Linked DNA regions of Gossypium hirsutum: region 1 is linked to region 2. Evidence: chromatin contacts called from public Hi-C data. All regions are on one chromosome and are shown on one strand. Each heading gives the region's core, a stretch centred on a gene start, on an enhancer-like site or on the middle of the called end of the contact. The rest is flanking DNA. Distances are from core to core; before and after follow the strand shown.

What was found. A called contact is a pair of places that touch in the nucleus more often than the background predicts.
Region 1: a contact with region 2 is called in a Hi-C map of leaf, with 2.5 times the contacts expected there. The contact joins the enhancer-like site here to the promoter of LOC107909637 in region 2. A contact is called at or near these places in 12 of 34 Hi-C or Micro-C datasets (anther, callus, fibers and 2 more).

The regions. Positions count from the first base shown.
Region 1 is chrD02:61,503,751-61,507,773 of Gossypium_hirsutum_v2.1, forward strand. No RefSeq gene overlaps it. Among protein-coding and RNA genes, the nearest start is that of LOC107908254, 3.9 kb to the left of the region's middle. Within about 2 kb of position 1,336, at least 6 of the 9 cell types and tissues checked have an H3K27ac peak or open chromatin away from gene starts, as enhancers often do. A contact at or near this core is called in leaf, where this site is marked.
Region 2 is chrD02:61,470,373-61,474,573 of Gossypium_hirsutum_v2.1, forward strand. LOC107909637 (serine/arginine-rich splicing factor RSZ21) reads right to left here and starts at 1,727. Exons shown (of 6, transcript XM_016837250.2): 1 at 1,588-1,727; 2 at 1,295-1,404; 3 at 940-1,028; 4 at 251-476. The coding sequence starts at 1,383.

The DNA.
Region 1 (4,023 bases), core at 86-2,585, 33 kb after region 2:
GTGTATAGCAATAATATATAAAAAATACCTATAAATTTAAAATAATACACCGAAAGATATCGATGACAGGCATCACTATCTAAATAAAAACAATACATCTACTTACATAATACTTATTATCTTAATTTCCCATAAATAAAATCTCCTAACAAAGTTTTATAGAATTACTCTTGTAAAATTGGCAAAAGAAGAATTTTAAATTTTGGCATACTTTTGAAAATATTTGTTTAAAAGAAAAAACAGCACATGATGTTCATTAATGAATAAAATCAAGATGTAATAACCCAACTTGCTGTTGTGAACCATATTTATATTTAGAAGTTAGGTTGGTATACCCAACCAAAAACTTCGAGAGCTAAAAAGTAAGATTTTAAAATTATAAATCCACGTGTGTATTAGTACAACTGAGTATTGGATGAGATTGAAAATATTATATTTTAAAAAAATGTACTTAAAAGTCTATTCAATTTGTCCATTTAAGCTCGTTTTCAAATTATTATTAAAGCGTTTATTGTTTACTTAATTATTTATTGCTTTAACACGAGGAAACGTTCAATTTTTGTAAATATTTAAATAATTTCAAAATTAAAACAAAGTTAAACATTTATATTTTATTTAATTATTTAGTGCTTTAACACATGTAGACGTTAAATTATTATAAATATTAAAATAAGTTGATAACATAAAAACAAGGTCTATTAGAAGTCCCTCTACTATTCATTTTAATCCCTTTACTAAAATTACTTTAGATTAATTAACATTTTATTCAAACCATGACATCATTACAATTTCTCATTAAACTACAAATAATTAGGACAAAATATATAATGCCCAACTAATTTATACATAACTCAACTCGACCTATAAAAAAACTTGTCCACCCCTCAAAATTTACATGTATTTTTTGAACTATCGTGTTGCTGAAAATTTCGTTAAGCATGTATTTTTTTTAGCCACACGATAGTTAAAAAACACATTGATTTATTGGAGGGAGATGATTAATTTTTTTGTGTGTGCCTCTTTGTTGGGAACAACATATATGAATGGTTAAAAATTATTGAGTGAAATTAATTTATTATTTGTATCAAGATGTATTAAAAAATAATATTATTATCAAATATGGCATTAAAATATAATTAAAATTGAAATAAACGAAATACTCGTTGGTGAAATTTTTGAAATTTTTTTATATACATATGAAGAACCTTAATCATGTGAAATGAAATTATTATTATAATTATTGCATAAATATTGATGTTTTGGGGGATAGGGTAGGGGCCAACTATTATTTAGGTAAAGAAGCAAGGAACACGAGGGGTGAGCGAAGACAAGAACGTTTTTTTTTTTTTTTTGGTTAGAGATATTAATAAAGTGGATAAGGTTAAGGTACTACTAAATGCTAATGCTTATCCAAATTTGCCAGCTACCATAACTCAATCGGCGTGCTGTCTGGGGTCATATTCGTGCCCAAGTCAATTTAACTCTGCCCCCTTTTTTTTTTTTAAGGTTTTGAAAAAAAAGGAAAACAAATAAAATATTTACTAAAATTGAAGCCAGCCAAACGCGTAGCAAGGACAGGAGTTAACTGGCTGCTTGCCTGTAATTTATTAGCTCACAGCTCATCTCATCCATTTCCAACTTCCAACTTCTATAACCGATTATTTATTTGTAATTAATTAATGGCCTTTGTTTTACTTTAGTAAATTAACCCTTTGCAATCCCACGTATTTACAATAATATCCTTCTCCAGTTTTTTTTTTGTACTGTTCCTGGAATATTCCATTCTTCTCTCAAGTCAAATTCCAATTATATTATTCTCCTTTTTTCTGTTATAAAATAAATCCAACGACTAGATGCAATTTACTTAAAAATAAAATTAATAATTAGGGGGAAAAAAAGGTGATTGGAAGACTATGTTATGAAGGTTGTTTTTTGACCTGTCGGCCGGTGCATGCACGCCTCCCATTTTTGCTTTAAAAAAGTGCGATTTTTTCGAAGTATTAGAAAGTATGTACCTACAATTTATTTAGCTAAATTAAAGTATCTAGAATATTCTCTTAGTATGATCGGAAATCTATATAAATTTTTTTAGTGTTTTTAAAATGAATTTTTTTATTTAGACCTGATTTATAAAATTTTAAATTAGTAATAATAAATTTTTATTTTTATTTTTTAAAAATAATAAAAAATTAATTTAATCCTTTAAAATTATAAAGATATAGACTATTAAAATGATGAAATTATATTTTTATTATTGTAAAAATATACAATTTAATTCCGGTCTCCAAAAATATTTTCTAGCTTTGCCATTGAATATTTTGTGTATTATATAGAAAAAGAAAATAAATTAGTCGTGATAATTTATTTCTTAAATAAATAAATTTAAATTTAAATATTATAATAAATTATACAATGAAAGACCTTCTATACAAAATATTTGCATATTTAACGCATAAAAAGATGTAATATATTAGCGTGTCTATAAAGTTGGCAAAAGCTTAATATAATATATAGTACAAGACATTTAAATGTGATTTATGCAATACATAGAATCCAAGTATCATAGATTTATATTTATATTTATATTTATATTTTTAACGTAAAAAAGGTTCCTACAATATGTGTACATAAATCATTATACGTAGTCGAACCATAGGTATAGTAAATTTGTGTGAAAAATAAGAAATTGCAATAAGTGATAAAAATACCAAATTTGAAACTCCAATGATTTGTATTAAGTAAGATGATGGAAGCAAATCCTAATTAGCAATGCGCATAGCATAGGATAATCTAAATTATTTTACCTCATCACTAGGGCTTTGTTGGACAATTTGGACTAAGAGTTTAAGACAAACATAAAATAAAGGATTAGATGCTATCTTTGATTTGCCCATTAATTTATTAAATACAAAACAAAGCCAAAGAAAACGTGTATTGGAGGATAATTTTGTTTATTCAATACCCAAATTTATAGTTTGTTTTGGTTAAGCACCTACCCCCTACTCATCCAAGAGGATAATCATGTTTATTTTCTTATAATTATCACTTCTCTAAAAGTAAAAATGGAAACAAAAAAAGCCCTATTTTTTTAAAATTTACCGAAATAGACCCGGTATTTTATTATTTACCGGAATGAGTCATTTTCCCCAAAATCGCGTCCACGTCAGCGCGATGTCAGGGGACGTGTCAGCAAATCGCGTCCACGTCAGCGCGCTTTGCTGACGTGGACACAAATTGCGCCTACGAGGATGCGATTTTCTGACACATCAGCAAAACTCGCTGACGTGGACGCGATTTGCTGACATGTCCCCTGACATCGCGCTGACGTGGACGCGATTTTGGGGCAAATGGCCCATTCCGGTAAATAATAAAATACCGGGCCTATTTTGGTAAATTTAAAAAAAATAGGGCTTTTATGTGTAATTTGCCTATTTTTTTGGTATTTTACCCCTAATAATACATATTAATGTATTACTGTAATATGTAGCTCAAATTATGTATTGTAGTTAATATTCATAATATTGTAGCTCAAATTGTCAATCCGTCTATACTATTGTACTAATAATATATATTAATGTAATATTGAAGAGTTAATTGATTAAAAAAATAAATGCAACAAGTACAAAAAAGATTCAAAATTATTATCAGCAAGATTTGAACCAAGGTACTAAGGGAAAAGAGTAAGTATCTTAACCAACTAAACTAAACTAATTAATTGACATATTATAAAAATACTGTTATTATCTTAATTATATTACTTACGTTCTAATGATTTATCGGACCTATTCCATACACGTGTCAAATCAGAAAAAATAATACAAAAATTCTGTAAAAAAAATCCGGTGTTTACTTCAAATAAATAAGGAAAATAATGATTTGAATGTTTCAAAATTCAAATTTAAACCGAAAAAATCAAAATTTAGAGGAAAAAAAGGATCTTTTTTGATGAAAACAGCGGCAAACCGCCTTCGGCTGTTTGTCAGCGCGTAGATCTCAAAAAGTTATTCGAAATAAAAAAAATCG
Region 2 (4,201 bases), core at 477-2,976:
TAAAAAACCAGTTGGACATATAGGTAAACACAGTCTTAAATTGACAGACATTGTTTTTGCATAAATATCAATTCTAGCCACTAAGTTTCAAAAAGGGGCAAAGGGATTTTTGAATAGCATAGGAAAAGGCATGATATATAATGTACCATCACTTTGTATAGGCTCCTTTACAAAAAAGATCACAGTAGGAGCTACCCTCCTCTACACACTCCAATAAAGAGAGAGAAAGAAAAGGAATCCTTAACCCCACCTGCGCCCATGCCCATAACTTGGACTCCTACGGCGACGAGGACTGGGGCTTCGACGCCGGCCACTTCCCAGGCCTCGTGATCCATAACGCGAGCGGCATTCGCGAGCAAAGTGACCAGGCTCACCACACTCATAACACTTTAAATCCTCACCCCCACCACGGCGCCCACCACGGCCTCCACCACCTTTTGAATTATGAGAAAGTTCCACACGCCAACCATTTTTTCCTTAAGTGAGAAAAAGGATATAGTTAGAAAATTCTAGAAATGGTCAATAAAGCAACATAGATCAGAAATGTCATTTGAATCTAAGGAACCAAAAGAACTAAGAGCCAAATGCACAAACTTAGAATTATTTTTTTGGAATAAACAATCAGATTACACCAAACCACTAAAGCAACTGGCTGCAGACAACCAGAAAACAATAGCAACTTCTTGAAATATAAAAGAAAATCATTAAAATACTTAAACCGGTTAGGAGATCTCTCTAGCATTCAAATGAAAGCTCAACACTCACCAAATTAGAAGCATATGCAGCATATAAGTGAGGGCAACATAAATAATCAAGCAAAAACTAATGAATAGGGCAACTTATATAAGGGTATTCGAGTAGAGAACCACCATAATTCAAGCATGTAAGAGTAATACAACAAATGAAAGAAATAAACACTAGAAAAAAGAGTATACACACCATCCAGTTCACGAATTGCATCAATAGCATCCCTGCGATCATCAAACTCAATAAACGCATACCCAGGAGGCCTTCGAGCTACCCATACACTGGATTCATTTCATCAAAACATAAATCAATCAATAGCACAAACAGCATTTTATTATTTTTTTTATTTTTATTTTAAAGCTTCTTTCAAATGCAGGAAAGCAAGTTCATCTTGTATGATATTGACGAACAAACTAAATAATCAATTAAAGCTAGCAAAACCTGACAATCTTCAGAGTGGCAAATAAATTTAACCCAAAGAAAAACACCCAGGTCCCTATCAAAATACACTTTATCCCCTTCATTCACAAAATAAAAATAAAAATACCTGCGGAGAACGCCAAAAATCCTAAACTCGTCTTCGAGATCCCTCTCAGTGACCCGAGGATCCAAATTCCCAACATAGACCCGAGACATTCTCGTAAAATCACTGCACACCTTAAACAATAACAAATTAATTAGGAAAAGTGAATAAAATCACAAAAACGGAAAATCTAATGGTTTTGAATAGCCATCAAAGCTCGTTATAGATACATCATAGATAAATTAGGGGTTTTGCAAATTATCGAAGGAATCGAAATTATAGACGGAGGAGGAGATAGAGAGTAGGGGTTAGGTTACCTTGAGGAAATTTCTATAGGGTTTGCAGGATAGAAGAAAGAGAGATGAAACTTCGATTGATCAATTTGGTTCTGCGGTAGCCAATCCTATAACCCTCGAAGAATAAACAACCCTATAAAATGAAAAGGTTCCGCTTTGCTAATTAATATTGTACAAGGCCTTGGCCTTTCTATAGTATTGGGCCTCTCAACAAATCCAATGGAAAAGTACAAATCTTCATTTACATCAAGTTTTAGATTCTAAGTCATAAAAGAAAAACTTAGCAAGATTTAATATATCAAGTTTGGTGAGTTTTGTTTTGACTAAAGTCGAGTGTCTAAGTAATTAATCACTGCACCAATTTACCCTACCTTTAATTGGTATAATAATAAAATTAACCTTCAACATTTATAAATTTTATCATTTCGGTCATAATTTTAAGAATCCAATAAATTTACTCTCACCAAATCAAAAAAAATAGAATGAAGATCAACTTTATAAAATGTGTTCATGTTGATAGCTATATTTGTTTAATTTTTTAGAATTAGAAATTTTTTTGACAAAATGTGTAAACATTGATGACTATTATACCAATCAAAAATTGAATAAATTGATAAAAATGTGAGAATCATGATTAATTATCTTTAATTGCTCGTTTTTTAAAACTAAAAAGAACTAATTTTTTTCTATATTTTAAAAAAACTCAATTTACTCAATATTGATATTACTATTCAACCCTAAATATTATCCTTCAAACCATTTTACAATAACCATTTAAATTTTGAAATAAGAAGAAATTATTATGAATATCTTATTAAGCGGGTGTCCATCAAGATCAAGATAAGCTTTGATATACTTTAAATTCTAATAGTGATTAGAAATAGATCTCTACTTCATTTATACTTCTTATGCCTATAAATAAAGACTTTGGAGAAGCTTTGTAAATACCTCGATTGATCAATAAAAATACGCTCTCTCTTTGCTCTTCTATTCTCTTTGTTCTTTATTCTCTGTCTTTTATTTTATAACATGTTATCAATACGATTCTCTTCTAAATATCTTAATTGTGGATTAAATCAACGGCAACTTTGCGAACCATTAAGCCTCATCCAAAATACCAAAATTCAACCTCTAACCACTAAAATTACTTTTATTTTTCTGTTTCGTTGGCTCCTTTGCTTCTTCAAATGTCTATTTATTGTTGCCGATTGCTATTCAAATTGAGCGCTTACTTCCCTCATTCTCCATTACTTGTTGTCTTTAGCCTGTTGTTGTTTGCAACTCTTTGCAGGAAGTTTTCATCTATTTAGTGTTTTATATCTAGATTAATTTTCAATTAAATTAAATTAATTTGAGATTTTTTTAATTAACTTGTTTTACTTCTTATTAAAGTTGGTAAAATAATATTACTCCGAATGGAAGGTTTGAGTATACACTAAGAGGCTCAACACCAAGATGGACACTTTAGTCCGTTGCTTTGGATGGTGAAAAAAATTTTGATCTCAGCATGAATTTTAGATTTATAAAGCACAATTTAAATTGGTAAGGAGCTTCATTTTTTTGTTTTTTGAGGTATGATTATTTTTTTATTTTTTTAAGTCTGATCAAATTATTAACTTATATTAATATTGATGGGTTCATAAGGGTTACTAATAAAACTTTATAATATATTGTTTTTAAATGATTGTTTAAATATACTTTAATTGTCGATACAAAATATAAGTTTTTGTGATATTGGTCCCCTTTAAAGAGAATTTTTTTTTTTTGTTATTGATGAATGATTGGATTATATATTTTAGATTGAATTATAAAATACAAATAATTTATTAGAGCATCATAAGATTCTATAAGTTATATGTAGTATATTCTTATGAAAGCATAGTCATTTTAGTACTTGTAATAGTGCACGTGATAATAGCCAAAGTGACGACGATGGTGTTAAAGATCTTCAGTTATATTTTACTATGATTTATTTATTATAATTGGAGACTAGTCATGACGAACATGAATAGATAGATTTTGATTTGAAATCCATGTAGGTTCGCGATGGTGATTATGAAATAAAGAATCAATGGAGGTATTTAGAAGTCTGTCCTACTAGATTTGTTATATTCCTCGAAGTGAATGCAAATATAAATAAAATAAAAGAAATAATCATGGACCACTAAAAGCAGGAACATAGTTATAAATAAGAGAACAATGAGAGTTTTCAAAATAACTCTTCAAAGGGCAAAGATAACTTATGTTATCAATGTGATATGAAATATTATTGGTCACATATGTGGCATATGCCCAAATATTTTGTTTCTGTTAATATTATTTGAGGAAGGATTTGAGAATGTAGTAATGAATTCTATCATTCCAGATAGAAAATATTTATCTTATTTGGTACTGAAACAAACAAATATTATTCCAACATTTGATAGTACAAAATTAGTTGAAAGCACCAGAAGAGCTAATATATCAATATCTAAAAAGCACAAAATTTGTGATGGTTAATACATTAGTTCTAAAAGATATTCATTATAATGGAAATCATATTGAGATTGTGAATGAAAAAAAGATTATATTTCATATGAATCATTATTGCTACAAATATCTATTTTGAAATGATGAAAAAAGGGAGGATCAAGTT